Linked DNA regions of Mus musculus: all the other regions are linked to region 7. The links are chromatin contacts, called in public HiChIP or PLAC-seq and Micro-C maps. All regions are on one chromosome and are shown on one strand. The core of a region is the stretch at or near the end of the contact, and the rest is flanking DNA. Distances in the headings are between cores, read along the strand shown. Region 1 overlaps Acaca (acetyl-Coenzyme A carboxylase alpha). Region 2 overlaps Acaca (acetyl-Coenzyme A carboxylase alpha). Region 3 overlaps Aatf (apoptosis antagonizing transcription factor). Region 4 overlaps Acaca (acetyl-Coenzyme A carboxylase alpha). Region 5 overlaps Acaca (acetyl-Coenzyme A carboxylase alpha). Region 6 holds the start of 1700125H20Rik (RIKEN cDNA 1700125H20 gene). Region 7 holds the start of Mrm1 (mitochondrial rRNA methyltransferase 1).

Region 1 (4,024 bases), core at 226-2,725, 440 kb after region 7:
CAGGCAGTGCAAGATAAATGGGGCTCTCTCTGCTTCTGCTAGAGTCAGCATGAACTGCGGCCCTGCGGCTTGTTTGTGGCAAATGGAGTGCGCGAAATATCAAAGGGCAGTGATCCAGAAGAAGACCGACTTTGACAAATTTTAAATTGGCCAGAAAGAAAACCAGGAGAAAAAAAAAAAAAAAAAGAAAAAAAAAAGAGGAAAAAAAATGAAAGAAAATTAGGCAATTGTTTGTGTCCTACAGTTGTGGCATTGCTGCCTTTGTACAGAATTATTGGTAAAAACAGCAGCGACCGTCACTGGATGCTGGAGCAATTATGAACCACCTTAAGTGAGATGCTTATCAGCAGCTGAAGCTTTTAGAGCTTCCTGCGTACAGTTGTAAGTAACTTGCTCTTGGGCTGCAGTCACTTTAATTAAAGTGTATGGGGTTGGTCAGAAGTAATTATCCTGTTTGGAAAAGAAAGGAAAAAAATCACCTCAACAAATCTGGTGGTAGTAGATTTTAGAACAACTCCTGCCAGTTTCCTTTTGTATGTACCTCTTCCCCAGAAAGGGTCAGGCTATGGCTGGGTTGGTTTGTGGTTGCTGCTAGCTGACAGCTAACAATGGGGTACAAACAGGGATCACTGTGGCTCAAGTCACCACTTTTGGCAAGCAACCTGGGCCAGACTTCACCTGCTCAGACTCCTCGCTACAGGCACTCTGGAGAGCTTTTCTCATCCTACATGCTGAAGATAATAGAATCCAAAACTGTATTTTATTAATCTGTTCCTTAGAACATAAATGAGCTAGCATCTTTCTGCTCTGCCCATTCACTAGGCTGTACTGCTTTTTAAACTTAACCTTTCTATTCCTTTAGAAAAACAAAACCACAACAAAACAAATCTTAAACAATCCTCACTGACACGGCAAGCAGCTGGATGGGAGAAGACTGCTTGGTGTTTTAAAGGAACCAGAGCCTTCACAGGGCTCTCACAGTTTAGCCTCACGCTCTAATCACAAGTGCCTTCCAAGAGCTTGGAGACAAATGAGCAACAGGGCACTGGCTGGATGCATGGTGTGCAAATGCTCCCAGGGTATGGCTGCTGCAGCCACTGTTTGGAGGCATAGAGTGCACAATCTTTACTTCCATTTTTTGTAGTGTACTAACCCCAAGAACACTGGGTAGAGACCAGCTTTTCTATAATGTAACACTGATTCACACCCCTCCAGACATGAGACAGGCTGTCCAAAGAGACAGCAGAAATAAGAAACATTTAAGTCACAGACATTCTCCACCTGATTAGCCTGCCTTCCAAAGCAACTTCTAGCTAATGATACTCTACGAGAACATCGCTCAGTAAGTGGGCTATTTGCCCTTTAAGGAAAAAGCACGTGACTTTTCTTTTCAGTGCCCACCTTCTATCCTATCGCACTATTTCATTCTACCAGGGCTCTTACCATACAGTGGACGGTAAATAAAGATCATCGTGAATTTGATCACATGCTTCAGTGCCTCCTTTCCTGACCTACGAATGCACTCATTACAAATCAGCTGAATGGCTCATTGATTTGCCAGGACAAGCAGACGTACCCAATCGCTCAGCCAAGCGGATGTAAACTGGATCTACCCGACGCATGGTTTTCACCAGATCCTTTTTACGGAATTTGATTTCTACTGTCCCTTCTGGCTCCAGAACAGATCCCCTGAATGCAAAAAAGAAAACAAAACAGTGAACTTTAGAGGAAAGAAGACACAGAATTAGGCCAGTTATAATTTGTGGAACAGGAAATAGGTTCATTACTGTTTTGGTCACCCATGGTTCCCAGAAGTTACCCCTGGTAAAAAACAGGCACCTAAGATGTATCAAAGTGAGGTATAAGAGAGGCCTAGCATAAAGCAATTAAAATAATTCTCATTACCACACCAGTAGATTTCAGTTTCAAAGAGAGAATACAGATTCCACCACTGACAGCTGATAAAAGGTGACAGGCAGCACCTTTTTGTTTTCCAGAAAAACACAACAAAAACAAAAAAAAATCCCAAAAGGTAGGCACCCTGGCAGAGAAACCACCTCTAGTACTTGGGCTGTACAAGTGGGTGTGTGTATAGGGTAGGCCGTAGTGTTGGTAATGACTGTCCTGTACCACAGCTGTTAACGTATTTCTGGAAGCACACAATTTAGGCCAGGCTGAGAGGCATTAGATAGGTATTTCTTAATGGACTTTAAAAAGGTGTTTACAGAAGGGTTTCTGGTGTCAGAATATTGTTAACATTCTCTGTAAGGAATTCCAAGGCCTTCACTTTGCTAACTTCCATAGCACTGGGCAGGATGCTATCAGAGGATAGCTTAGGGCTTAAAAATAAGAGACTTGTTGGTGTAGAGCATCAGCTTAGGGATTCAAAAGTGAAACTACTGTACTTTCTTTCCTAAGTAGCTCTTGGAGTAGAAGGCTAAAATTTGGGGAGATAGAGGCGGGTGTTCCAATAAAATGAGGGGATGCAGTAATGCACTTGGACAATGATGCTGATGGTTTCAGACAAGCACTGCAAACACATGAGAGGAGGCTTGGCTCAATTTGTTAAATTTCAAGAGCTACTTTCTTACAGATCTGGGCTTCTCTGCAGTTTTGTCTCTTTTTGGCAGTGGGGTGATTTACAAACATAGTTCTTTAGCCTCTTGGAATGTCAGAGTGATGCCCCTGTACTCCAACAGAAGGGGGCAACTTTGGTCTGGAGTCACAGAGTGTAGGTGAGCTCATTAACAGGAGAGACAATCCCAGAAGAGCAAAGACCACTCCAAATTTATCTACAATTAGTGGATTAAACTCCAGAACTGGGCTGGAGAGATGGCTCAGTGGTTAAGAATGCTTGCTGCTCTCCCAGAAGAACTGCCTTTGGTTCCCAGCATCCAGAGTGGATTACAATTACCTAACTCCAGTTTCGGAATCTGACCTCTAATGATAGCCCCCACACATGGCATACATGCTCAAAGACAAATGCATATACATATAAATAAAAAGAAATCTTAATAAATAAAGACACACACACCTTTAAAAGTTCTGGTTACTAAATGAGGAAAATACCTAATAAAAAATATTAAAAAAAAAAAGTTCTGGTTACATTTGAGTCTTCCTTTAAGCTCCTTTTTGCCCCAAAAAGAGATTGTTAAGATCCTTATCCAAATAGAGAATGGGAAGGGAGAATCTTTCCGAGGTTGTAAGAGGACTTTGTAGTAAAATAATCTGGGATGGGGCCTAGACTGAGAAAAGCTGACTCTAGCCTGGTTTCCTTGTGCCAGCAGACACTATTTAGAAAGCCTATTTTCCTCACCTTGGAGTCTTTTAGGAATGGACAAATTAAAATGAAGTTGTCGTGACTGTAATGTTCTGGGGGTGGGGGCAGCAACAGCCAGAGGGTCCTTGAAGGCATGGAATGCAATAGAGAAGACATGGTACCTGCTTTCTCGGTCAGCGTACATCTCCATGTGCCGAGGGTTGATGGTGGGGTCGATCACAACCCAAGAACCACCCCGAAGCTCAGCCTGGGGCGGGATGTAAACCATTACAGGCTGGGAACATTCCCGCAAGCCATCCACAATGTAAGCGCCAAACTTGAGCACTTGGTCATACATATCTATGGAGAATGAAACAAATTAGAAACAATCAAACTTCTCCTCAAAGCAGAGCTTTCACGTTATGGGACATGCAGAAAACAGACTTTCTGTTTCGATGAGGAGGTTGCTCATGGGAGAAGTGACAGGTGTTAGGGTTCCAGCCACCACAGGTTCTGTGGACATCCCAAAGGCTAGAGTGATTGAAGCCTCCACCTATACCCCACTCAAGATTTCAGAGGAGCTTCAAAAGCACACGACAGAAATGCAATCTTTCACAAGACACAGTATGCAAAGCCCACGATTAAATATCCATTTTATATCATCCCTGCATTTCGGTATTCAGGTTTCACCACATTAATTCATACTTGCTCTACAAACGTTAAGTATTTTTCATGTCAATATGTGATCTCTCTCACTACATTAAG
Region 2 (3,746 bases), core at 939-3,438, 500 kb after region 7:
GGATGGCTGCGTCTCTCAGTGGCTCCACAGCGCACATTCATCTAGCTGTGTATTTACATACAGTGCTCATCACTGCAGCACTGGGGCAGCTAGAAAGAAAATCAGTTTAGTCTCTGTTGCAATCACATTTTCCTCAATTTTCATCTTTACTTGAAACTATTAAGAAAATCCAGGCAACTCATCTTTAGAGCTATTTGCAAGTAATGTAGTTCACAGATTTGGTCCACGTCATTCATATTCCCACTCTAAATTCATATTAAATGCAATGCCTTTCAAATCTCACAATAAGAAGAAAGTCTGTACTTCTCATCAGGAATTAGGTGGTACTTCTTTAGTTACATCTTTCCTGATGGGGGAAGGCACAGCAGGAAAACAGGAAGGAGTAAGCTAACACAGCCAGAAAAGCTATTTCTTGTGCTCTTAGCACAGGTACAAGTGTTCAGAACTCAGGTCACATCTCTGCTGAAATAGCCAATATCTTCCTCAAGCAGCAAACAGGTTACCTAAAACTAAATGGAACTGAATTGGTCCAAGTTCTGGTCCTATCACCTTTTACCTATTTACCATCCTAGGAAGAAAGAGGGGAAGACAGGCTGACCAACAAGGTAACAATGGTCTACTAAGTGCATGCTTTCTGCCTCTGGCTGTGGGGAGGAGCATCTCAATTCACGGAAAAACTATTCAGGAATCCATGTGCTGGCTTTTAAACACAGACACTCCAATACTTCAAGGTAATTCACTATCTCCCACAATGATGACCTGGTAGAGCCGTCACTCTATTACAGTATGATTTAATGTGACGTAGCATCAATGCATTTACATTGAGCCTTGGCTTTCACAACATTAACAGGTCATTTTGTTTTTATTCCTTTTTAAATAAAACTGTTCCTCGTGGCTTTGTTCTGATGCCCATTCTCTTTGGCAAAGGACAGGTTTGCTCCACATCCCACCAGAAGGAGCTCTCTTTGTTCTCTCCTATCATTTTTCAGGTAATATGTAGAGTGCTAGGCTCATGACAAACTTGTCTCTTTGGCCAAAGAAAATTAAACTGCAGTAGTGGAAAGTCAACGTTCCCTGATAAAAGTGGGCTCAGCAGGAGGAGATAGATCCTAGTGACACCTAGTGATCCTCGTCATCTTACAGCTAGCTGTCCTTCAGAGTCAAATGCTGAAACTCCATCCTTAGACTGGTCTCTCGAAGGACACACTCCATTGTATGTCCAAGCTACTGGCAGCAGAGCTTGCTTCTAATACCTTAGCCTCATTCCTGTCTTGCCATGTCGCACAATCTAGCTAAGGTCACTGACCTCACCAGCCACCCTGGTTATTGACTGTTCACAAAAGAACATCGGCCTCACTCTTCCTGAATTCTCAGGCTCAGAAACAGCAAGCTAACATGTAGGCTCAATCCTAGTCAATCATCTAAGAAAAAGAAGAAGAGAAAAAAAAGAGAACATGTAACTAAGAAAGGGAAGACAGAATGATGAGAAGGTGATACAGAGCAATGGCTAGCTTCACAAATGCTGTTAGCATTCTGATTTCAAAACTACTGGGCGAAGGAAAACCCATGGTTGCCAGTGTACACTGCTACTCCCTTTATGCAGTAGCCGCTCCTTTTATCCTAAGGTTTGTTAGGTCTTAAAGGGGTTAAAAAAAATCTTTAATTTTTTTTTTTTTGTTCGTGTGTGTGTGTGTGTGTGGTCTTTGGGTACAGAGTTCCGTATAATAAGACTATTTGTATTCATACTGGCAGAGTAAACACTACATGTTCATGCCCAGGCAGCTCTGTGCTTGTAATTTCAGCAAGAACAGAGCTCTGTCCCTCTGGGACTTCACTATTCCCCCAGTCTCCATTCACTCAAACACAGAATGAGAACAGAGAGAAAGCAGGAGAAGAAAGATCATGGCAAGAGGTTTCACTCAGCACTGCAGCTAGCATTTCACGTGGCTTAAAAAAAAAAAATCTCATTTAGTGTTTTAATTACATTAGTTAAAACTGTTTTACTCTCAGCCTCATGTTCACAAGGGCACTTTCTATTCCTCAATAGCTATTCAATGAATCAAAATTGCAGACTAACACAACGAAGCTTTTCTTTCCTGCTGAGGGGCTTGTGAGCAGAAGCCATACAGTAGATACAGAGCTCTGCTTCAGCTTTGTGTGTCGATGATATGCATTTACTCTCGGCAACAGCTGCACTTCCACCCCATCTTCCTGCCATTTGTTGAGGCACCGGATTGGAAGATCTCTACTACTCTAAGCCTCTCCATCTGGTCTAGTGCTTGTCTCCATCCTAGAACTAAATCACCTGCTCTTGCTGCCTATTCTAAAAAGCCATAAACCTTATACAGAAAACGAATATTTTAGAAAAGGATACAGAAGCTGGGCTTGGTGGCACATGCCTTTAATCATAGCAGAGACAGAGTTCAAGGCCAGTGTATTCTACAAAGTGAGCTCTAGGACAGCCAGAGCTACATAGAGAAACCCTATTTCCAAAGAACCAAAAAATAAGATACTGAACATAATGGAAAAAATTCACATAGTATCTCCAGTGATCAGGTAGCTTGCTTATAGTCAACACCCAGATAAAGATTATTTTAAGAAATAAATTTAGCTAGGAATTATCTGAATCTGTGATTTTTAAAAAAAAAAATCTGCACTTTTAGGTGTGTTAAAATTTTTGTCATCGCTACAATTGTACCTTAAAAGCATAATCAAAATCTTATGACTCTTACTACATGGAGATGAAGGGACACACAAGAATAGATCTTTGTGTCATTATTATTTGGTACTATATGAGGAGGGTTATGAATCTTAGAAAATGCTTTCTGTTTGTTTTAAGACAGGGAGTCATATAGCCTAGGTTAACGTTGAACTAATTTTCCTACCTCAGTTTCCAAATGCTGGTGTGTGACACAGCACATGACTAGAAATGTGTTATTTTATTTTCAAAAGCTAATACTTTATTAATATATTTATTATTTTTAAAATTTAAATATATTTTGATATTATTTTTCTCCCCAAGTCATTCCAGAATCTTTCCCTGTCCCTTTCTACCCAACTTTTAAGTTTTTAATAACTATCAAAATCGGGCAGGTGTGGTAGCACACGTCTCTAGTCCCAGCACTCAGAAGGCAAGCAGAGTTTAAAACCAGCATGGTCTATGTGTGAGTGCCAGGCCACCTAGGCAAATGTAGTGAATGAGATCTTAGCTCAAAAATAAACAAACAAAAAAAAACCAACCAACCAACCAAACAGGCTTTGTGCTTCTTTCTTTTAAACCATTGGCTCTGACTGAGCCATTTAGGAAGAACTTCTTTACCATGCTCACAATATCACCAAACCTAATAACTGAAGTATAAAAAAAGCAACCTAAAGATCTCAAAATTCCAAATTTTTGTAACAAAAATAATCTGTTCTCATGTATCTTCAATTATCCACTCACAATCTTGTCCCACTTACATTCCTACCTTCACTTCTATTTTGAAGCAAAACCAAAACATTAGTATTCTTTAAAGTATGTAAGCCCATCAGAAAATACCCCTTTTTAAAAAGCACAATTGTAATACCATTATCGTATCTAAGAATTTCACAGTAATCTCTTTGATTTGGTCCATTCTCTCTCTGAGGAAATCTACCCGAAACACTGCCCTGATCCCCACTTGAGTCTTAGATCCTACTGTGTAATGCCAGCTCTCACAGCAGGTTGGTCCTAGTGGACGCAGACCCGGAAGGGGACAAGGGTTTAT
Region 3 (4,086 bases), core at 947-3,446, 360 kb after region 7:
TGCTGGTTAATTGGGGTGCCAAGGTTAATCTAAATTAAAACTTAAACTAAATAGAGGTCAGCAAGGCAGCTGAAACACCTGAGTGAAACAAATGGGGCTGCCAGGCACAACTTTATCTTGGCTGTTTCCCAGGAGGGAAGTGGCAGCAAATTGGAGTTGTTTCAGCCTTCTGTAAAGGTGAATGATGGGTGACACTTGTTAATGTACAGCGTCTCCGGAAGCATTCCAGATTGCTTTGCTTCTGTACCAACTGCTGCCATCCTTGCACACTCAGTAGGAACTGGACCAGTTGCCAACATCTGGCGGCACAGCGAGGCACGGGTGCAAGTCTTGAAACCCCACTGATTCTAAATATGGTGCTTAGAACTGTGCAAGCTTTAATCACTTACCACTCCTTGGCAGCAGGCTACGACAGCTTATCCTAGCCTCGTACATCACATCCTGACATCTGCTGAGCTGCAAGGCAGCTGCACATTCATTTTCTTTTCTTGCCTTTTCCCATTGCTTCTTAGCCCTCTTCTGCTCACTGCCCCTTTCCTCCCCCCATCTCCTCCCTTCAGCTCCCCCCCCCCCCCAATATGCTGCTTGGAAGAGATGATCTGTAAAGATTACTGCTTCATTGTGTGCAAGTAATTGTGGTGATGCCAGGCCCTTGACAGACACAGCGTAGCACCTGTTCTGCTGACCTGGTTAATTTCTTCTGTTGAGTGGGATTTGCCAGAGATTGGAACTGAAGCCAATTCAATGATAAGGCTAAAGAAAATGGCTGTATGTTTTCTGTCACCTCCCAATTAAATTGGCTTCATAAAGTGCTTTCCTTATTTGTCAGGGTAGTGAGCCTGAGCTAAGTGTTGCATTGAGAAGGGGTACAGTGTGTTACAATAGGACTGTGAGTTTCTTTTATTTTTTCCTCTTTTGTCTTTTTAAAATATGGTCATGTGGATGAGGTAGATGGTGAATATAATACATTTCACACGCCCACTCGCCCTTGCACGCGCGCGCCACACACACACACACACACACACACACACACACCTTTTTAACATACTTGAGGCTAAACTCTTTGGGTCCATGTTTTGTAAAGACGAGATTATAGCCACATTGAATTTTAATGTTCCATTGTAAGGGTTTAAAGGCTTACTTGATTAATTCAGGTATTATGAGGCTGTGTAAATGGCCTAACTGCAGAGAAAGATGTATAGGGTCAGAGACTCCCCACCTGCTCACACACATTCAGTTTTACTCTCATTCTTTGTTTTCTAATGGTCCTTGAACTTTAAAAGCATGCCTACTTTATTAATAGTACAGGTGTACACACACACACAGACTTACGTATTTATATATACAAAAATGATGGTTCTAAGGGATATCATCATAAATCTCATCCATCCATCCATCCATCCATCCATCCATCCATTTATTTGAGACAGGGTTTCTCTATGTATTTTGTCCTGCCTATCCTGAGCTCACTATGTAGACCAGGTTGGCCTAGAACTCACAAAGATTCTTTCTCTTCTTTTAGAGTGCTAGGATTTTTAAAAAAAGATTTATTATTTTATATATGTGAGTACACTGTCAATATCTTCAGACACTCCAGAAGAGTGCATCAGATCCTGTTACAGATGGTTGTGAGCCACTATGTGGTTGCTAGGAATTGAACTCAGGACCTCTGGAAGAGCAGTCAGTGCTCTTAACCGCTGAGCCATCTTATCTCTCCAGCCCCAGAGAGTTAGCATTAAAGATATGTTCTACCATTCTGGCTTAATTTTTATTTATTTTTCTAAATGACTTTTTCTTTTTTTTATTTTTTTTAATTTTTTTCTTAAATTTATTTATTTTTTTAAATTTATTTATTTTTATTACATATTTTCCTCAATTACATTTCCAATGCTATCCCAAAAGTCCCCCATAACCTCCCCCCCACTTCCCTACCCACTCATTCCCATTTTTTTTGGCCCTGGCGTTCCCCTGTACTGGGGCATATACAGTTTGCGTGTCCCTAAATGACTTTTTCAAATTATATTTGTATTAATTATTTTTTGGTTTTGCTGTGATAGAACAATGACTGAAAGCAACTTATAGAAGAAAGAGTTTATTTTGAGTTTCTGTTTCCAGAGCAAGAGTCCATCATACCAAGGGAGTCATGTCAGCAGACAGACAGAGCAGGAACCTGAGAGACCACATCCTCAGTTGCAAGAACGGAGCAGAGCAAACTGGAAATACTGCAAGGCTATATATTTTCAAAGCCCTCCCCCAGTGATCTACTTCCTCTAGCAAAAGTGCCTCCTAAACTTCCTAAATAGCCAAGTGCCCTTACCTAACACTGAGCTATTTCATTTATTTATTTATTTATTTATTTAGGCATAGTCTCACTGTGTAGCCCAGGCTAGCCTGGACCTCTGAGCCTCCTTCCTCAGCCTCTCCAGTGTTTGGATTATAATTTAACCCTATAATTTAAATTTCTATTGCATTTATCTGTTTGCTTTGTATCTGTGTGCAGCTATAGTGTGAGTTTATATGCTTGGTGCACATGTGGAGGTCAGAGGACAACTCACAGGAGTCAGTTCTCTCTTCCCTCCCTCATCTCCTCTCGGATGAAATCCTGATCATTAGGCTTGCCTTGGCAGCATACACTTTACCCCTGGGCTATCTTGCCAGCCCAGTCCTTTCATTTAAAAAAATTCCTTTATTTATTCACTTATTTATTTTTGTGTGTGAATGAGTATGCACATACTTAGGTGGGTGAGTATATGTGTGTGCATGTGAACTCAGGTCTTTGGGCTTGGTGGCAAGCACCATCACCCACTCGCCATCTTGCCAACTTTCAGGCTTAGCAGTTTTAGAGCTGAAAGACTTAAAAAGTTTGAAAACTTAAATAATGTCCTAAACACACACACACACACACACACACACACACACACACACACACACACACGACAAATGGCAACATTAGCCTCAATCTCTAGGCTGCCTAGATCAAATTTTGTTTGTTCATTCTTTTCTTTTCTCCCCCACCCCCCTTTTATTTATTTATTTATGTGAATACACTGTAGCTATACAGATGGTTGTGAGCCTTCATGTGGTTGTTGGGAATTGAATTTTAGGACCTCTGCTTGCTCTGGTCAGCCCTACTCATTCTGATCAACTCTGCTCACTCAGTCTCTGCTTGCTCTGGCCCAAACATTTATTTATTATTATACATAAGTACACTGTAGCTGACTTCAGACACAACAGAAGAGGGCATCAGATCTCATTACGGGTGGTTGTGAGCCACCATGTGGTTGCTGGAATTTGAACTCAGGACCTTTGGAAGAGCAGTCAGTGCTCTTACCTGCTGAGCCATCTTGCCAGCCCAATTTTGTTCTTTCTGTGTACCCTTGTTTCTTAAATATTTCATTTTTTAGCCATAAAAATTATAGCTTTATGGTTTTCAGTTTGTAAATAAATAAGCTTCTTCTTTTTTTTTTTTTTTTTTTTTTAGAACTGGGAGAAATATGTTGTTAGAAAGTAATTTTTTTTCTTTAGAAGGCAAATGATTTATTGAACTCCTGTTACTTAAAAATTCTAATGAAAAAATTAGCTTTGTAGTTTTGATACTGGTTTGTATGGAAGCTGGATTACTGAAGGCCTGATGTACCTGCCAGTGGGAACTTTATGAAAGACCTGTGGTCTAATGCAGAAAAGCAGTGTGAGTTTTCACTTTTGAATGGAGTTGGTTTGCATTCGGTCTGTCTACTTTCAAAAGTCATCCCTAAAGACAATTTCACAAAACATCAAGTGAGCATGAAGCATGGTTATTCAGAAATGTCCTAAGTACCTATGTATCATTTTCATGTACTCCTTTGTGACATTTTTAAAAAAAGATGGGTTACCTACCTGTAGTACCTGTAGTACCACTACTTAGGGTTTTCTTTTGTTTGCCCAGGTAGATTTTTCTTGGTGAACCTGAATTCTTAATGGTTTAGGAGCAAATATTCTCTGAGTTCTGGTTATGTACCAGCCACCTAAACTAAGTAGACAGGTGGCTGACATCTTTATTTAATCCTTGTAAGATCTGGTGTGATGATTGCCCTTAACAGTAAGCAG
Region 4 (4,161 bases), core at 1,301-3,800, 420 kb after region 7:
GGACATAGTTACAGATGGTTGTGAGCCACCATGTGGGTGCTGGGAATTGAACATGGGACCACTGTAAGAACATCGAGTGCTCTTACAGCCACTAAGCCACCTCTCCAGTCCCACACACTTTACTTTTTTTTTCCTTGAGTACATTTTAATCTGTAAAAATAATAAATTATCATCCACACCTGCACATAAAGGTAATATATACTGTGGGCTTTCTCTATTCACTTTTTCTGTGTTCATATGATTGTGTGTGTGTGTGTAACCATGGATTGAACACAGTAGGGCCTTATGTGGGTTAAAAATCTGCTGTCACCGAGCCATTTCCAAGACCCTGGTCATATTTGTAATAGATTTGAGGTCTCTGGTAAGTCCAACATTTGTGCCCACACAGATTTCTTTTTCCCTTTGAGGACGAGTTTTTCTTTGAATGTGTCAGTTTTAGTTGGAAAAAAAGGGCATTAATATTAGTAGTTAGAGGTTCTCAATTTTCCCATAATTAAGTGGCTTATTATTATTAAAGACTAGCTCTTTCTCTTTTATAGCTCAGGCTGGCCTTGAATTTGCTATGTAACCAAAGTAGCCCTGAACTCCTGATCTTCCTGTTTCTATTTCCCATGCACTGTATTTCTTTCTTGGCACCTTGACTTAACCTGTGGATTATTTTCCTGCTTTGCACCCAACGTTCCCACCCTCTTCCATTTTTCAATAACTCTGAAGCTGAGCTTCCTAAAACTGCCCTGTGCCTATTGGCCAGCCAGCAATTTGGGCAGATCTTGTGAGCCAGGTCCTCCTCTGTTGTCTGTCTGTGTGTTTATTCTGAGTGGATGTACAGAGAGCATAGCCAGGCCTCCTGTGGCTGTCTCACTTCCCATTCTGACAACTGTCTGGCCAGCCTAGCTGGGCACTGGTCTTCCCTGCATGCTTACCAGTTACTACTGTTACTGCCAATGCCACTGGGTATGGAATGTTATTTGGACTTCAGCTTCATCCAGGATTCCAGGTTAGAATGATTTTAGGACTAGGTGAAATCAATGGGCTCTCTTCTTTCTTTTCTCTTGCATCCCAGGGAAAGCCAGCCTCACTCCAGAGGCCCCTGAGCCCTTCTATGAAGGTAGCCAGGCTCAGTGGCACCTTCTGCCCAGATGCTGCAGGGCTTGGTGTCACTTCTGCTCAGCATTCATGTCTACTCAAAGCCTAGAGGATCCCTGGACCCTGAGGAATAATTCTCTGACAGTGTCCTATGAGAAAGGTACTTCTGAGTCATGATGGATCCCTAGTTTTCTAAGAAATGAACAGGTAGGGATGGTAAGATGGCTCAGTGGGTAAAAGTGCTTGTCACATAGCTTAATGCCCTATATTTGATGATCCCCTGAACCCACGGTGTCTTCTCATCTACACACACACACACACACACACACACACACACATACACACACACACACACACACACACACACAGACACTGTGGCACCCTTGAACCTTCACTCACACACAAAATAAGAAAAACAACTGCTCTGAGAACTTGCTAGTAATATCCGGCAATGGATTCGTGGTATCTAGACTCTGGGAAAGCTGTTACAATCCACACTGTGCAGGCAAGGTGTCGGAAGCTTTCCCAGGGATGGAAATGAAGAGCCCAGCTTGGGAGACTCACCTGGTCCAGTTTTGGGGCAGGGTCTTGCTATGGCCCTAGCCTGGCTTGGAATTCCTGTGAACTTCTTGTTCTGCCTCCAGATTGCTGGGATTAAAGGTGTAACACACCTAAGAGGTGTGTGCCACAGTTCTTTCTGTGAAATGACTATCAAAGAGCCAGAAAGTCCAGGCAGAATGCTGTTAGCCTTTTCCTAGTTCCAAGCCTGAGCTTTTTGTGTGGTTTCAGTCTCTCCTCATCTCTAGCAACCTCCCTGCTTCCTCTAGAGTAATCGAGTCATTCAGCCCCACTGACTAAGATCTAGCCTGTCCACTACCCAGTGGAGCCTGCTCTGGCTTCCTATCTTCCTGGGGTGGGGGCGCCATTATTCTACTTTCTCACCAACTGCAGGGCACCTTCTTTCGAGAGACACAGCTTACTAGAGTACTGAGTTTATGAAGCTGTCCTAATACCAGTACGGGTTTTCAGCCACAAGGCAGCCAGTTATGTCCAGGATCAGAGAAACTCCCCAGTAGACACAAAGACAGCTTAGATGCCTTCTTGGAGTATAGAAAATAGCTGTCGGTCTAGTATTATTTTCAGTCCCTGCCCAGGGACCACACATACACACGGGAGGTGAGCTTGGACTCAGATTTTGTGGTACCCAGGACAGTGCTCCTTTTTTTCCTTTTCTTTTTGTGCAGGCCCTAGTCTAAACCTTCCCACACATTCAGATATCAGGAGCAGCTGGCTTCTGGTCTGATACCAGTGGTGTCCCAGTGGCCATTAATAACTGCAGACACCAACACTTCGTTCTGACAAGAGGCTTCCAGTCTTAGTTGTCTGTGTACTCATGCTCATTTGGGCCTCCCCAGGGGGACTGCAGGCAGTGAGAGCCTATCTTAGCAGCACAGAGTGGTGCTAGCTAAGCTCCGGGTCTGCTGAAAGCCCATACCCTGGCCCCTCAGCTGCAGAGCAGGTTTCTGTGCTGACGCAGATCCCTGTTCAAAGGGTGCAGCTGCAGGCAGGGAAGCAGTTCTCATGAGGATTCTGTATCCCTCTACTTCTTGCTTTGACACAGGCTCATCTATAGACCAGGGTGGCCTAGATCTCACAATCCTCAACCCCTTGAACGCTAGATTATAAGCATGGGCCCCAAAGCCCGGCTCAAGCTTCTCTTCTTGCTCCTCTTTCTAGAACACTGACTTAAGGGAGCTAATATATCTTAATATGTTATTCATAAAAAGGATTACCCCCTGCTTAGAAACAATTCCCCCAAAACAAAACCGAACTTAATAATCCAAGACCCCCTACTACCCTGCTTTGCTGCCTCCGTTCCTGGGGATGGGGGTGGGGCACAGAGCTTGTTCTGAGGAAGTGGGGGAGGGAGAGTCAAGGACACATAATCATGACTTTCCTGCCCCCTAGTGCTCTAAGTGCTCAGACTTTAGAACCCAGAAAGCCTAAAAAACATCCTCAAGGATGGGGTGGTCCCAGAACTCATAATGCTGAGGACAGTGGAGTCCTGTGTACTGGCAGGGAGCACGGTTCAGGGTTTCAAAGATTTTTGGGTGGCTTTTCTCTGGGCTGGGACTCTGGAGCTGGTACCCACAAACAGGCTGAATTCCTTCTTCCTAAGGTCTTTCTTGTCCCTACCCTAAACTAATTCTCCTTTGGGGGAGTGACTTGTCAGGACTCCCACCTGGATCTTGGCAGTAAAAATTCTATAGTAGAACACTCTATGGGAAAACACCCCTAGAGAACTTGTATTTAGCTGGAAGGATCTGGAATACTGGTAGTGTCAGAACATAGGGCAGGCCAAGGCCAGCACTGGACAAAGCTGTCCTGCTCTTACCCTGTTCATTCTTAGCAATTTCAGGAGACAAAGGCTAGCTGGCACTGTAGAGCCAAGGAGGGGTTTGTCCCTTCTCTGGCCCCTGTAGTTCTGCTGAAAGTGGGACCAGATAATGGGTGGCTGCGGGCATGAGTTGAAATGACAAACGGTGGCTCTTCTACAAATGTGGAGGTTTATTTCAACAAAACGTGAGAAGAGTGCATTGGACTGAAGCCCCTGCTCGCTGGCGTGTGTGTCCATCGAACTCTCACTGACACGTGTGAAGGCTGCTTTGTGAACAAGTGGACAGATAATATGGCAATCTCAGTTCAAGCCAGTCTGGGTCAATACATCATTCACCCTCCTCCTCAGTAACCCTGCATGTGTAATGGGCTGTGGTACCATCACACTGCCCATGTGCCGTGGCTCTGACTTCTCCGTATTGAGACGGCCCGGTCCCGGGGATGGGGCAGCAGGGAAAAGGGACTTATACAAGCCCAGCCCACTCCACCTCTCCAGGAAAGCAGCTTTCATACCACCGGGGGTGTGGGATTGGACGTGCTGTAGCAAAAGTGGAGGCCAGAGATAAATCCCATCCTTACCTACCAGGTAAGCAGGGAACCAGGGGCCAGGGAGCTTCCTTCTGGACTAAGGATGCTCCCCACCTGATCCAGCTCTGGCCCTCCTGTTCCTTCCACCAG
Region 5 (4,230 bases), core at 756-3,255, 460 kb after region 7:
CACCCAAAGAGCCCAATCTGACTGGTATTAACTTGGGAGATGGGGGTAGGGTAGTGATGGAAACAGAAATGAAGCCCATTTCCTTAACTATAGAGTGACAGCAACAATCACAGTCACTCAACAATCAAGAAAAACCAGTAGCCTGGACTATCCTCAGCTGCCTACCAGCACCAACCAGTGAGATGAAGGCTCACACTATAGCTCCTGATTTATAGGGGCATTGTTGACTCAGGTGGGTTTAGTGATTTTAGGATACTTCTTGACAAAAGCTATAACCAAGGCAGCACAATCTGCACTAGGACAGACTCTATTCTGCCCAATTCTGAAATGATAATGCAGGGACAGCCAAACAAGTCCTCCCTGGCTACCAGAAAGATAAGTATGGTGGCCTACCGACCCTTGAAGGAAGCTGTGGGTCAACAGCCCTCACCATCATCATATATTCATTAAGTAGGTACGCCTCACTTGTCACCCACTGAAACCTGGCCAGACATTTCTGTATTGTCAAGTTCCTTGCAATGTTCTGGTTCCTGAATCATTCTCCTCACATTTGCTACTATATGATACAAACTTCTAATTTATTTCTTTTTTAAAAAAGATTTATTTATTTATTTTAGGTATGTGAGTGCACTGTAGCTGTACAGATGGTTGTGAGTCATCACGCAGTTGTTGAGAATTGAATTTTTAGGACTTCTGCTCGCTCCAGTTGGCCCTGCTCAGTCACTGTTTGCTCTGGCCCAAAGATTTATTTATTATTATACATAAGTACACTGTAGCCACCATGGTTGTGAGCCACCATGTGGTTGCTGGGATTTGAACTCAGGACCTTTGGAAGAGCAGCCAGTGCTCTTACCCGCTGAGTCATGTGGCCAGTCCTCTAATTTATTCCTAACAAAAATTTACCAGCACTGACACACAAGAGACATCCAAAAGTGCACTCCTGAGGCTGCCTTTGCAGTTTATAGCCCTAAGTGGTCAAAGCAGATCCATGAAATAACAAGAAGAGCACGATCCCAGGGCTCTCTGCTTCAAAGTGCCCAGACCACAGAAGTAAAGGGCCAAATCGAGAGGTAAGAAGATTGTCACCTCGTCTGGCTATATACTTAAGCTTCAATGAACCCTCCACTTATTGTAGCTGGTAGACCTAAGAATTAAAGTATCTCATGAAAGCCAGTTAGTAGAGACGCAATTGTTAAAGGTTTCACCAAAGGTGCTATAGCGTCTGCAGAAATGCTGAGATGCCTAAGGGTATAAATGAATGCAGTCAAACATACTAAGGCCACTGTTGCTGCTTATCCAGAGACACTGTAGACAGCTCAGGTTTACCACAGCTGACAGGCAATGAAAACAGTCTAATATACCGCCTGCTCTCACCCTTAAATCCCTTTTTGGAGATCAAGATAAACACATTTTTTCTTTCCCCAGTGCTCCAAACGTTTGACTGAAGTGGCAGAGCACTGTGAGCATTTGTGCAAATGAAATCACTGTGTAATACTGAATGAGTGCAGTATTTTCTTGTAAGGATATTTGTCAGCACAGCACTGAAATTTCCACATATCACAGATGCAACCTGGACCAGTTTCTAAAATATTGATTTTATCCTAATATACATATTTTTTGGAATATTATATGGGAACGTATATTAGTTTTGGAACATTTAGTTACATGTAAATATTTGCCAATCACGTGATAAGATGGAAAATAATAATGGTGAATATTGATCATGATAAAAAAGGAAATCTGCACCTTTCTTCCCTTTTTAACAATCCTTGGAGAGTCAGGGCATCTTCTACTTTAGGAAGCAGGGAACACAAAATTCCTTCGACTCTGAGAATCAGGCTACACAAGCGGAGTTCTCGCTGCAATCCTCTTATGGTATTTCCATTCTCCAGAGGGTAAATCTACTGAGCAATCATCATCACTGGATCTCACACATGACTCTGGTATTAACGTCACTCTGGGATGGTATGGATAAAGGATGGGGAGGGCAGATAGACAGACAGACAGATGAGATGGCAGTGGGGAAAGAGTGGTATAAAGGGACAAGAGGGAGGACGGGCAAGAAGAAAGGGCTGAGGGGAGAGAGGGAAGGGGAAAACCGTAACAGCACTTCTCCTCCTAACATCCTCCTTGACCCCAGAGAACTACATTTTTAAAAGCTGACAAGTAATTCAATCTCCAATTAACATTTCTAAGTGGTGCTGCACATATTACTGTGTAAATGTTTCACCAGGAATATATCCAAGGGTGAGTGGAATTAAATTTCTTGGGAGTCAGAGACAATGCCTCTGTGACAATGTTACCAAATACACAGCTAAAGGGTTACACTCCTTTCTATACTGTTGTTGTCACGGCTGGCACTGGCAAACTAGAGAGCTAGCCCACAGCTGGTGGATTAGGCTTGGGGGCAGAGAGGACGCTCAGTGATACACACTCGCAGGCAGAGGGGATTTGAGCCATAGTTTGAGTCAAGATAATCCCCTTGGCAAGACTCAAAAATCTCTCAATAAGAAACAAATTCTGATGTGATCAAGTTTGCTGAAGAATAATCTTAGGCAAAGAGACTGTTGCTACCAGTGTCAGGAAAAGACTGGTTTTGTTTTAAATGTATTTTAAAACAAGTGTCTTGCTACGTGTATAGCTCAGGATGGCCTCAAGCTGACCATCTTATCCTGGCCTCCTAGGGCAGGTGTGTGCCATCATTCCCTGATAGGAAAGTATTTAGCCACAAAGACACTGAGATACAGAGCAGAAAAAGCACTGCAAGAGCTTTGCTCACTGAGAGCACAAGCACAAACTCACCAGGTGCAGTGGAAGATACTATTAATGTAAACGAATAAAGAAGAACCATAGATAGTTTGCCTGTCAAATGTGAGAGAAAAGGCATAGCCTTCCGAATAGAGAGCTGCCTGCCAAAAGAAATCACTCATCCCAGAGATCCATCAGCTAACTACTCATTTAGCTAGAGACATGAAAGTACTGACAATAAATCAATTCCAAATGGAAATACTTAGCATTTTAAATAAAGTCTGGTTTAGAGCCAGGTGTGGTGACTCATGCCTGTGATCCCAGCACTTGGGAACTGGAGACAGGAGAGTCAGGAGTTTATGGTCAGCTTCCACTCTGTGAGGCCCCAACTCAAAAGAAAATCAAGAGGGCAGACAAGAGTCTACCTTATTGAGAGATTATTTAAATATAACAAAAGTATCCAATTTATGGTATAAAATTCTATGACACTGACAAACACATCCAGTCACATCCCGTACACAGTAACGACATGGGAACATTATCGTCACGCTCCTCTGGCCCCTCTGCCTACTCCAAACAGCCAGTGATCTCATTTCTGCTCTGACTGCTTGGCCTTTTGTTAAGGTGGCATACAATGAGATTCACAGAGTATACAGCATTCAGGGCCTAGCTTCTTTTGGTTATCATATGGAGTGCATCACATTCATTCATACAGTCCAAGTGTAGGTACTTCCTTTTCACAGAGGGGTGCCATGACTCAGTTAGTGTTTGTCAGTTGGTAGACATCTAGGCTGTCAGTTTGGGGAGAGACTAGGAAGAAAGCTGCCACGAACATTTGGAAACAGGATTGTATGGTAAGTGTATAGCTAACTTAGTAAAAGAAACAGAAACCAAACCACAGATTTCAAAGTATTGATACCACTTCTCATTTCATTCAATAGTGGACAGAGTTCTAGCTACCCCAATTCATATCAGCATTTGGAATTTTGTAAATTATCATTAAAAATACTTATTTTGGTTTTTCCTAGAGCTGGGATATAGCACAGATTTAGAGCACTTACCTAGCATGTATCAGACTGTGAGTTTGACTGCCATCACCATAAACCAACAACAAGAAGCTGCATCATATAGGGAAAGAATGTAGTGCTGTGAAACTGTGGCTTTAATTTCCTTAATGAGGAGTGACAGACATAATTGCATACACTTATCTCCCATCTTTAAACATCTTCTTTCATGCAGAGTCTACTCAAATTTCTTGCCCATGTATTTAACTATTAGGCTGTTTTCTTATTGAGTTCTGAAAATTCTTTATATATTCTGGATTCTCTTTTACCAAATACATGTTTCTCATAGATTTTTAAAAAATGTTTTTTAGTTACCTCGTGGCTTTTCTAAATAGACTGGTACTTGAGGCAAATGGTAAAATGCCCCAGTGCTAGAGCTCACAGCAGCCAGATATCTGATATATCTGAAAGATAGGCT
Region 6 (4,311 bases), core at 204-2,703, 350 kb before region 7:
AATTTTCTTTTCCCACAAAGACTGTGAGGTTAGCTACCATTTCCTCTGGTTATAACTGAGAACTCCCAGGCACAGAAAGAATTCTGTGACTCCTCAGGGGGATGGGCAACAACCATGTTTCCTTTCTTTTCTTCTTCTTCTTCTTCTTTTTTTTTTTTTTTTTTTTTTTTTTTTTTTTTTTTTTTTTTGGTTTTTTGAGACACAGTTTCTCTGTGTAGCCCTGGCTGTCCTGGAACTCACTCTGTAGATCAGGCTGGCCTCGAACTCAGAGATCTGCCTGCCTTTGCCTCCTGAGTGCTGGGATTAAAGGTGTGTACCACCATGCCCGGCCCATGTCTCCTTTCATTTGGACATACCGAGGTGCCAGGCCAATGTCTATGCATCTCTAAATGTTAGCATCATGGCATGCATGAAGGGCACCCGGTAAAGGGTGGTGGTGGTAACAAGGGACTTGTGACACAAAGTGAAGCAAAGGGAACTGAAAACTAGTGGTGACAAAGGGTCTGAAATATTACTGATTTAGCACAGGATTATTAGACTGGTGTTAACTGGGTTTGAAACTTAAAGTTTCTTGTCTTTTTTCATTTTTGTTTGCTTGTGTTTTGGGATTTTTGTTTGTTGTTTAGGATTTTTTGTTTGCTTGCTTTTTTTCCTCCCCCAAACAATGAAACCACTTTCTCTGTGCAGCCCTAGCCGTCCTGGAACTCACTCTGTAGACCAGGCTGGTCTTGAATTCACAGAGCTCCATCTGCCTCTGCCTCCTAAGTGCTAGGGTTAAACTCACATTTTCAAAGCCTCTCAGAACAATTGGATTACTTGCCGTTGGAGTTCAGGAGAGGAAGAGCCACACTCAGAGCACTCTGAAGGGAAGCTAGGTAAAGTAGGTACAGGACAGGTTCCCCCCAACTGTAGAGAGTGGGGGACTTTGGCTAACTCCATAAACACAGCACATAACTGAACAGAGACCGTAACACATACGTGTGCTCACATGGACATGGGTAACCCTTTATAACTAATGATCAAATGGGACTTCTCACTGTCTTGACAGAAACACAGCTTTGATAAACACGTTTCCTACTTGCTTACCCCTGCTTTGCGGCTCTGGGGAGTCAAACCCAGGACTAGGGCAGGCAAGCTCTCTACTCCTGAGCTACACCCTGGCCCAACTGTCTGAAGGAATTGTGTTCTCTTGTTCTTTGGGGCTTTTGCCAACCCACATACTCCACCATTTTCTCATCTTGTCTCCTTCCTTGAATTTCATGTTCGTGGCTTTCCAAAACCAGCCCTTCCCTGGTTCCCTCACATCCCAGCCTCACTTCACCTTCTCTAGTGGCTTGTCTCCTTCACCCCCTTGCCAATCTGAGGCTTCCATCTCAACAGCTGGGTGGGCAGACACCAGGATAGCACAGTCTCAGGTTCCCCACAGACTTCTAACTTACTGCTTCTGTGACCTGAGTGCCCCAGGTAGTGGGCAGGTTGGCTCCAGAACTCGGAGCAAAACCATGGCAACTGCCAACACAGAGCTCAGGCCCCTCTCTACCCTGTTCACTCATGCCTCAGGGTGGCAGCCAACTATCTCCTTCAGCTGGGATCTGGACTAGGTAAGTCAGTGAGCCACGTGTGCTGTCCCCCCCACCCCACTTTTTTTTGGGGGGGTTGTGTGTCAGTGCTTACAGCTGACTAGGACCAAATGGCACACCTCTGGCCAGAAGCTATTGATTTTAAACCTCGGTAAAGTTTCTGAAGTAATTTTCCTGGATGGACACCACTCCGCAGTTATTCCGGAGGCTTATTGAGAGAGAAAGTGTGTGTATTGGGGGCGCGGGGGCGGGGAGGGGAGAGTTGTAACAGTCTTTTCCAGAACAAAGGACTAAAAGGTGTGCTGAAAGAGAGAATGGAATATAATAAATCTCTACTGAAATACACTGCTAGCGCCCTGTAGCCATCTAGTTAATAAATGATTGTGTGGAGTGATGTTTGGGTTGCTTTAAGGGCACTTACAAAAGTACCAGCTGGCATGTATTTCATTAATCTCACCAAAACCTTCCTGGGAGTAGGTGCCAAGTAGTGACCCTGTTTCATAATGAGCCTGGGTAGCCGAGGTCCTATCACTTGCCTTAAGTCAGTGGCCACTGAAACAGAAGTAAGGCTTTTGGTTGGATTCGGAGTGCTCTGGCTTCTCCAGCATGCCAGCGGGAGGCCGGGGCGACCGAGCAAACACTTATCAGCAGTGTCTTGAGCTGCAGGCATGGTTCCGGCTGATGGGTGCTCAGCCGCTCGGTCAGGACAAGCTTTGTCCCTAGCAGGGCACCAGCGCCCCCTCGTGTCTTTCCCCAGCTAGCGTAGCGAGTTGCCCGGTGTAAAAGACCGTTGCAGCTGCAGTTTATCCATTTAAGCCATGTTTCCCCTGGAACGCTGGGTTCCATCTCCAGGGCCTCTTGGATGTCGCTCAGTTTGATCATGTTCTCCCTATTCTTTGGTGGCCTCTGGGTCAGCCAATAGAACTTCCCTCTGTCCATCTAGCCTCACAGGTCAGGACATGGCAGCTCTTACCAGCTCCAAGGCTGGACAGGCCAGGAGACCCTGGGGTTTGGGGCGAGTTCCTTTTCTGTCCAGAAATAAACTATTCTCTGTACTATTATGTTTAGCAAATTGTGGAGAGGAGATGGGGACAATCAAAGTCCCTACTTCTCTGCTTCACTTTGGAAGACCTGCTCCCTGAGGATTATTTCACAGCTAAGGACAACCATGTTGGTAAGAGGAAGGCAAAAGAAAGCCTCCTAGACACTCTATAAAATTGTCAGTAAACAATGTGTTTGAAAATGTAGAACATGCATTACCTCTGTCCATCCTGGGGAGAGCCTTAAGGAGAAAAAAATTGACAATAGTGGCATTCTGAAGATGTCACTAGGATAAATAAAATGTTATGTCACATATCTGTCCCCCGTGTCCAAGTGCTATTCTACGCCTAAAGCTCCTGAGCTGAGAGCAGCAGCATGTGCACACGGTTCCGTTTTTGAATATGCACTAAAAAGGTGTTGGAGTATATGCTCCAAAAGCCCCCAGGGGATGGCCCTCATTCTGCTTCCTCTGTCCTGCTGCTAAGCTGGCCAGGGCGGGACCTTGTAATAGTCGTGTCCAGGAAGGCACAAGACCTAGGACTGTTGTAAGGTCAAGGCCAGTCTGGACAACACAGCACAATTTTGTCTCAAAAAACAAAACTTAAAAATGTATTATGAAGAGACAGTGGAAAGACTGGAGTGGGAGGACAAACTAGGAGGGGGATAGTTGGCAGAGTGCTTTCTTATCACGCAGAATGTCCTGGGTTTCATGCCCAGCACTACAGAAACCAGACGCACATGCCTGTAATCTCAGCATTCTGGAGAAGGGAGAAGACTATTACAAGTTCAAGTCCAGCCTGGCCTATTGTCAGTACAGATTCAGTTTTAGTCACCCAGACTACATGGATATTCTGTCTCAACAAATAAACAAACAAACAAACAAAACCCCAAACCCCCAAAATTGTCACATACATCATCCAAAAGTGGCATGAGATATGAAATAACACTGAAAAAAATTTTAAAAAGATTTGAATAAACACATACATGTGTATATTACTTGTATATACACACACCTACATTTGAAAAAGAAACAGATGTTTTAAAAACAAAAGGCTTAGCTATTCTGGTCTCTTCATTCACTCTCTTCTCCAACCCCTTTCACTCCAAAAGCCTCCAGTAAGTCCCAAGCTCTGCATGGCTGCCCTATTTACATGATGGCTTACTCTCAAGCCTGGGGAGTAGCCTGAACCGACAATTGATAACAGCCAGAGAAGTGGCTCAAATACAACTGTAAGTAAAACCAAACACAAATCCATTGCTTTTGGGAAACATTCAAAATTCAATTGGTCAGAATAAAATTTTTCTGTAGGGCAAGTTAACTCATCTAACAGTGTTATTCATTGCAACATATATTTCTAAAAGCTATAAATCATGGGATAGTGAGATGGTTCAGTGGATAAGGGCTTTGCCTCCAAGTGTGATGACAGCCTGAGTTTGACCACTAGGACCCACATGTGCAAGCAAAGAATCAACCCTCCAAATTGTCCTTTGGCCAGATGGTGGTGGCACATGCCTTTAGTCCCAGAACTTGGGAGACAGAGGCAGGAGGATCTCTGTCTTTGAACCCAGCCAGGTCTACAAATCAAGTTTCAGGACAGCCAGTGATGCACAGAGAAACTCTGTCTCAAAAAACAAAACAAAAATTGTCCTCTGATCTACACACACACACACACACACACACACACACCTC
Region 7 (4,068 bases), core at 1,072-3,571:
CCTGTGGCCTTGATCCTTTCCCCTCAACCTCCTCAAGGCCTATAAAGCCCAGGCTGAGCAGGACCTCTGTTGGCCCAGTGTATCTCTCCAGGCTTGGTAGAGACACAGTTCGCCTTCAAACTCCATGACAAGGACCCGGGGGAAGCAGCTGCCACCTATGAACACATAAAGGTGGGTCTCCTTCTGGGCCTATGAAAGCCACTCAGTCCTTAAGTTCCCTCAAACTGTACCCTCTGCTGTGCTTGTCACTCCTGGAGGGCTGGGATGGGAATGCAGATGGATGTTAGAGTCCCTCAGAGGCGGGGAAGGAACTTAGGTCAGGGTCAGGTCTACTCTTGTCTCAACAACCCCCCACCCCTGCTTTCAGTGTCTCAGACCAGAGGACGTGGCTGAGGCTGTCATCTACGTTCTTAGCACACCCCCACATGTTCAGGTAAGTATGGTCTTGGCTGCCTACCCACTAGCAAGAGCTTAACCGTGCCCAGCAGGGAGTATCTAAGCAGGTGGCTGCCTCAAACCCTCCGCTCTCCACAGGTTGGTGACATCCAGATGAGGCCCACAGAGCAGGTGACCTAGTGTTCTGTGGGGAGATCCTACCTTCTCCACCCTTCACGGCTCGCCTCCTGCCTCTGGATTTTAGGTGTTGATTTCTGGACTCTGCAGCTTACTTTCTATGTCCACCCCACTAAGGGATAGACAGCTTGTCAGACTATTCCCATTACAAATGTGAAAAACTGGGCCGGGAAGAGAAGACAGAATCTCGACTGTTCTATCTAACTTCTTCTGAGTCCTCTTGGGGCTCCGTAACCTTTGCTCTCCTGTGCCTCTTCCTTTTGACCTAGGAAAGGGATGTACCTAGAAGGGGCATTGCTCTATCCTCTTACACCCTACCCCCCACCCCTTAGGGTTGGAGCAGCAGAGACCTCATCTTTTACCTGTGTGGTTGTCCAGGGTTCCAGGTTCCCTTCCCAACCCTCCTGCCTCCCCCCCCCCCAGCTCTCCAGCCAAGTTTTGGCCCTCACCCTGGGGTCCTTACCACGGCTACAGAGTATCAGGGTCTGTCTCCTACTACATTTCACTGTAACAATTAAAGAGAGAGATTACAACCTACTCTACCTTCAGAAGTATCTTTCAGTTTTTTCCCCCCTTCCTGGTGATCAGTGTGGTTGGTGTCTCAGAATTCCTTCCAGGTAGCTAGGAAGGTGGGTAGATTCGGAACATCACTTCTGGAGTGGGCACAGGAGATGGTTAGTTCCAGGCCAGCCATAGGAGCCAAGGATACAAATGTCCCCAAAATACATAATTAAGTACATCCACTGCTGCTCTAGAGGACCCATGTTGATTCCAGTCCCAGGGAGTCCTACATCCTCCTCTCTCTCGCTGGGCCACCAGGCACACATGTGGTGCACAGCCACACGGACAAACAATATGCCCGCACATGTGAAAGAATTTTGAAAAATAAGTTGGAGCCAGGTATACTAATACTATTGCACACCTTTAATCCCAACATTTGAGAAGCAGAAGCAGGGAGACCTCTGTGGATTTGAGGCCAGCCTGGGCTACACAACGAGTTTCAGGCCATCCATGAGGGCTGCTTAGTGAGACATTGATTTTAAAAAAGAGGGGGTGGGGGCTGGAGAAATGGCTCAAATGTTAAGAGCACTGGCTGCTCTTCCAGAGAACCCTGGTACAATTCCCAGCACCCACAACTGTAACTTCAGTTCTTGGGGATCCAACACCTTCATAGATGTACATGCAGGCAAAACAACAATGCACATTAAAAAAAAAAAGGAATCATTAGGAAAAGGGAAAAGGTTTAAAAAGATATTTTAAAAGACTAGGCTGAAAAGAGCCAGTCTGGGCAGTGAGCAAGGAAGTCGTAGAATTACCATGGGCCAAGGGCATCGGCTGCTTGTCAGCAGAAATACCGTAGGCTCGTTGGGGCTTTCGGGAGATGGGAAATATTCTAGGGGTTCTGCTGGCTGGTGCTGAGGGTCTGACAGGATATGCTTCTGGGAGAAAGTCCCAACTATGACATTGTGCCAGGATGTAGGATGGCTCCAAGACTGAGGATTGAACAGATGGCCAAACCACTGACATGCGGTGGTCTTTGAGGACGAGCAGGTGAACGCCTTCTAACTTCTTCCTTCACCCGGGAGCAGTCCAAGGTTAGCTCAGCACCAGCACAGCCTCTAGGCTCGCCTGCGTCAGCGGAGGCAGTGCGACTCACTCCTGTAGGGGGTGCAGTGGAGACGTGGTTGCCGCCAAGCGCACATGTGCGTCATCGGACAGGGGGCTGGGCCTCCAGAACCCGGAAGCTGGGGACCCACGTGGGAGGCTGGGAGGTGACTGTCTTGGCTCGAGGGTCAGGTTGTGGGCAGTCCTTGTGAGGGGACGAAGTGTGGGAGGTCAACGGGTCCTCCCCAGCTGTCTGTCAGTGGAGTCTCGGGCGCTGCTGGAGCAATGCGGCGACTCTGGACGGTCGGGTGCTTCAGTCGCCTGATTGCCCGCCATTTCTCCTCGGTGGCTCGGCGCGGGGAACGGCCTGGCGGGGAGGAGCTGAGTCGCTTGCTTCTGGATGACCTGGCGCCGGCCCAGCGGCTGGAACGTCTATTTGGCTTGTCCCCATGCCTCCTGGCCTTGCGGGCTGCCCGTCGGCGCGTGGCCCGGCTCCTGCTCCAGGCCGGTAAGGCTGGGCTGCAGGGGGAGCGAGCCGAGCTGCTCCGGGTGGCCGAGGCTCGGGGCATCCCTGTCTTGAGGCCCAGGCGTCAGAAACTGGATGCCTTGTGCGGCTACCAAGTGCACCAGGGCGTGTGCATGGAGGTGAGCCCGCTGCGACCCCGGCCTTGCGATGAGGCGGCAGACACGAGCTCAGGCGACGACCCTCAGCAGCTGTGGCTCGTCCTTGAGGGGCTCCAGGATCCCCGCAATCTTGGGGCTGTGATGCGCTCCGCTCACTTCCTCGGCGTAGACAGAGTCATCACCAGCCAGAGAAACAGGCACGGACGTCCCTTAATTCAGTTTACGCCCAATCTGGAGGCGGAGCCAAGCTCCTAAGCACTGGGCGGGGAGCCCCGGGGTGTGTAGGGCGCGGGGCTAGAGATTTTCTGGTTTTAACACGGATCGTGGGGATCCTTTGCAGCTGTCCGCTTACTCCAGTAGTCAGCAAGGCCAGCGCTGGGGCTATGGAGGTGATGGACGTGTTCGCCACTCCTGACCTGCCCGGTTTTTTGCAGGTAAAATGGGGCGAGAGGGGAAGAAGAGGCGGAGGCGATGACTCTAGTTAGGGATGTTAAAGCTATCTCCAACGCAGTGGATTGGGGGAGGAGGAAGAGAAGGGACGTGGTGGCATTGATTCCTACGACCTTCTAAGTCCCACCAGGAAAGATCCCAGGGCCTTTTAAATAGAGCATCGTCTGAAGTTAGGGATTTCCTCGTCTCATTTACTACACGCCATGGCCACCTGTGTCGGCAAGTCAATGTCTGACAACCGTGGGACTTCAGCAGTACTCCAGGGAGCTGGTGGACTGGAGTCGTGGGTACCCGGAAGCTCAACTTCAAAGCGATTTAAACAAGGCTTTCCAAGGGGCGAGCTTTAGTGTTCTTTAGCTGTGTGTTTCCTAGCTAGACTCTAGGGGGCAGCATTGCCCCGCATTTGGCAGTCCCTCCACCCTCTATCCTTCCCCTGTCCCCACCCTCATCCCTCAGTGAGAAAATAACCTTGAAAAGAGGCTGAAGAAAGCTGCCTGATAAACTTATATTCAAGCCATATGTCTAATTTCAGATTTTTCCAGTAACCATGCAGGCGTGATGACACATATCTATAATTCCAGCTTTTAAGAGGTGGACACAGGAAGATCGTTTATTTCAAGTCCAGTCTGGGCTACCCAGTCTTAACAAAACAAGACAACAACAAATCTAGAAAACTAAAAAGAAACATGATTGTATCCAATATACCACAAGTATTATCATTAAAACATACATTTTAAATATTAGTGAAAAAAAAAATGAGACAGGTTATTGTGTGGCCCAGGCTGGCCTCAGATCCCTCAGAAATCCTCCTGTGTT

The links. Hi-C and Micro-C count contacts between places; a contact is called where the count stands out from the background. HiChIP or PLAC-seq counts read pairs in DNA pulled down with a chosen protein or histone mark.
Region 1: a contact with region 7 is called in an H3K4me3 HiChIP or PLAC-seq map of embryonic basal ganglia, with 5 times the contacts expected there. The contact joins the enhancer-like site here to the promoter of Mrm1 in region 7. A contact is called at or near these places in 8 of 39 promoter capture datasets (cranial neural crest, embryonic stem cells, frontonasal cranial neural crest and 4 more), 2 of 484 Hi-C or Micro-C datasets (bone marrow-derived macrophages and cortical neurons), 29 of 115 datasets of contacts at active chromatin or transcription factors (the 230-238 cell line, PVALB interneurons, the SCID.adh cell line and 21 more) and 3 of 9 other capture datasets (adipose tissue, liver and macrophages).
Region 2: an H3K27ac HiChIP or PLAC-seq map of oligodendrocyte precursor cells shows a contact between it and region 7, with 9 times the contacts expected there. The contact joins the enhancer-like site here to the promoter of Mrm1 in region 7. A contact is called at or near these places in 14 of 39 promoter capture datasets (the 3T3-L1 cell line, the C10 cell line, cranial neural crest and 9 more), 2 of 15 datasets of contacts at CTCF or cohesin (the NIH/3T3 cell line and large pre-B cells), 2 of 484 Hi-C or Micro-C datasets (bone marrow-derived macrophages and cortical neurons), 21 of 115 datasets of contacts at active chromatin or transcription factors (the 230-238 cell line, PVALB interneurons, the SCID.adh cell line and 17 more) and 3 of 9 other capture datasets (adipose tissue, liver and macrophages).
Region 3: an H3K4me3 HiChIP or PLAC-seq map of bone marrow-derived macrophages shows a contact between it and region 7, with 4 times the contacts expected there. The contact joins the enhancer-like site here to the promoter of Mrm1 in region 7. A contact is called at or near these places in 13 of 39 promoter capture datasets (3T3-L1-derived adipocytes, the C10 cell line, the HPC-7 cell line and 9 more), 2 of 484 Hi-C or Micro-C datasets (B cells and bone marrow-derived macrophages), 28 of 115 datasets of contacts at active chromatin or transcription factors (the 230-238 cell line, the NIH/3T3 cell line, the SCID.adh cell line and 18 more) and 3 of 9 other capture datasets (adipose tissue, liver and pancreatic islet).
Region 4: an H3K27ac HiChIP or PLAC-seq map of VIP interneurons shows a contact between it and region 7, with 7 times the contacts expected there. The contact joins the enhancer-like site here to the promoter of Mrm1 in region 7. A contact is called at or near these places in 7 of 39 promoter capture datasets (cranial neural crest, embryonic stem cells, frontonasal cranial neural crest and 4 more), 6 of 484 Hi-C or Micro-C datasets (bone marrow-derived macrophages, cortical neurons, embryonic stem cells and 2 more), 28 of 115 datasets of contacts at active chromatin or transcription factors (the 230-238 cell line, the SCID.adh cell line, SST interneurons and 20 more) and 3 of 9 other capture datasets (adipose tissue, liver and macrophages).
Region 5: an H3K27ac HiChIP or PLAC-seq map of trophoblast stem cells shows a contact between it and region 7, with 5 times the contacts expected there. The contact joins the enhancer-like site here to the promoter of Mrm1 in region 7. A contact is called at or near these places in 15 of 39 promoter capture datasets (the 3T3-L1 cell line, the C10 cell line, the HPC-7 cell line and 10 more), 3 of 484 Hi-C or Micro-C datasets (cortical neurons, nephron progenitors and spermatogonial stem cells), 31 of 115 datasets of contacts at active chromatin or transcription factors (the 230-238 cell line, DN3 thymocytes, the NIH/3T3 cell line and 21 more) and 4 of 9 other capture datasets (adipose tissue, embryonic stem cells, liver and 1 more).
Region 6: a contact with region 7 is called in a Micro-C map of embryonic stem cells, with 3 times the contacts expected there. The contact joins the promoter of 1700125H20Rik here to the promoter of Mrm1 in region 7. A contact is called at or near these places in 4 of 39 promoter capture datasets (the HPC-7 cell line, embryonic stem cells, fetal liver and 1 more), 8 of 484 Hi-C or Micro-C datasets (the Ba/F3 cell line and embryonic stem cells), 3 of 115 datasets of contacts at active chromatin or transcription factors (all in embryonic stem cells) and 1 of 9 other capture datasets (macrophages).

The regions. Positions count from the first base shown.
Region 1 is chr11:84,380,097-84,384,120 of GRCm38.p6, reverse strand. It overlaps Acaca (acetyl-Coenzyme A carboxylase alpha), which reads right to left. Exons shown (of 54, transcript NM_133360.2): 49 at 3,442-3,619; 50 at 1,577-1,689. Among named protein-coding and RNA genes, the nearest start is that of Aatf, 130 kb to the left of the region's middle. Within about 2 kb of position 1,475, at least 10 of the 459 cell types and tissues checked have an H3K27ac peak or open chromatin away from gene starts, as enhancers often do. A contact at or near this core is called in the SCID.adh cell line, where this site is marked.
Region 2 is chr11:84,322,638-84,326,383 of GRCm38.p6, reverse strand. The region is part of intron 39 of Acaca (acetyl-Coenzyme A carboxylase alpha); the gene reads right to left. Among named protein-coding and RNA genes, the nearest start is that of Acaca, 130 kb to the right of the region's middle. Within about 2 kb of position 2,188, at least 26 of the 459 cell types and tissues checked have an H3K27ac peak or open chromatin away from gene starts, as enhancers often do. A contact at or near this core is called in cortical neurons, embryonic basal ganglia, forebrain and 2 more, where this site is marked.
Region 3 is chr11:84,461,106-84,465,191 of GRCm38.p6, reverse strand. The region is part of intron 9 of Aatf (apoptosis antagonizing transcription factor); the gene reads left to right. Among named protein-coding and RNA genes, the nearest start is that of Aatf, 50 kb to the left of the region's middle. Within about 2 kb of position 2,196, at least 2 of the 459 cell types and tissues checked have an H3K27ac peak or open chromatin away from gene starts, as enhancers often do. A contact at or near this core is called in bone marrow-derived macrophages, where this site is marked.
Region 4 is chr11:84,401,125-84,405,285 of GRCm38.p6, reverse strand. It overlaps Acaca (acetyl-Coenzyme A carboxylase alpha), which reads right to left. Exons shown (of 54, transcript NM_133360.2): 54 at 3,635-4,161. Among named protein-coding and RNA genes, the nearest start is that of Aatf, 110 kb to the left of the region's middle. Within about 2 kb of position 2,550, at least 9 of the 459 cell types and tissues checked have an H3K27ac peak or open chromatin away from gene starts, as enhancers often do. A contact at or near this core is called in SST interneurons and VIP interneurons, where this site is marked.
Region 5 is chr11:84,356,751-84,360,980 of GRCm38.p6, reverse strand. All of the region lies in intron 43 of Acaca (acetyl-Coenzyme A carboxylase alpha), which reads right to left. Among named protein-coding and RNA genes, the nearest start is that of Aatf, 150 kb to the left of the region's middle. Within about 2 kb of position 2,005, at least 9 of the 459 cell types and tissues checked have an H3K27ac peak or open chromatin away from gene starts, as enhancers often do. A contact at or near this core is called in trophoblast stem cells, where this site is marked.
Region 6 is chr11:85,168,238-85,172,548 of GRCm38.p6, reverse strand. 1700125H20Rik (RIKEN cDNA 1700125H20 gene) reads right to left here and starts at 1,453. Exons shown (of 6, transcript NM_028589.1): 1 at 1,322-1,453. The coding sequence starts at 1,372.
Region 7 is chr11:84,817,768-84,821,835 of GRCm38.p6, reverse strand. It overlaps Mrm1 (mitochondrial rRNA methyltransferase 1), which reads left to right and starts at 2,321. Exons shown (of 5, transcript NM_145433.1): 1 at 2,321-2,999; 2 at 3,143-3,236. The coding sequence starts at 2,464. It overlaps Dhrs11 (dehydrogenase/reductase (SDR family) member 11), which reads left to right. Exons shown (of 7, transcript NM_177564.5): 5 at 79-171; 6 at 368-433; 7 at 535-1,108. The coding sequence ends at 576.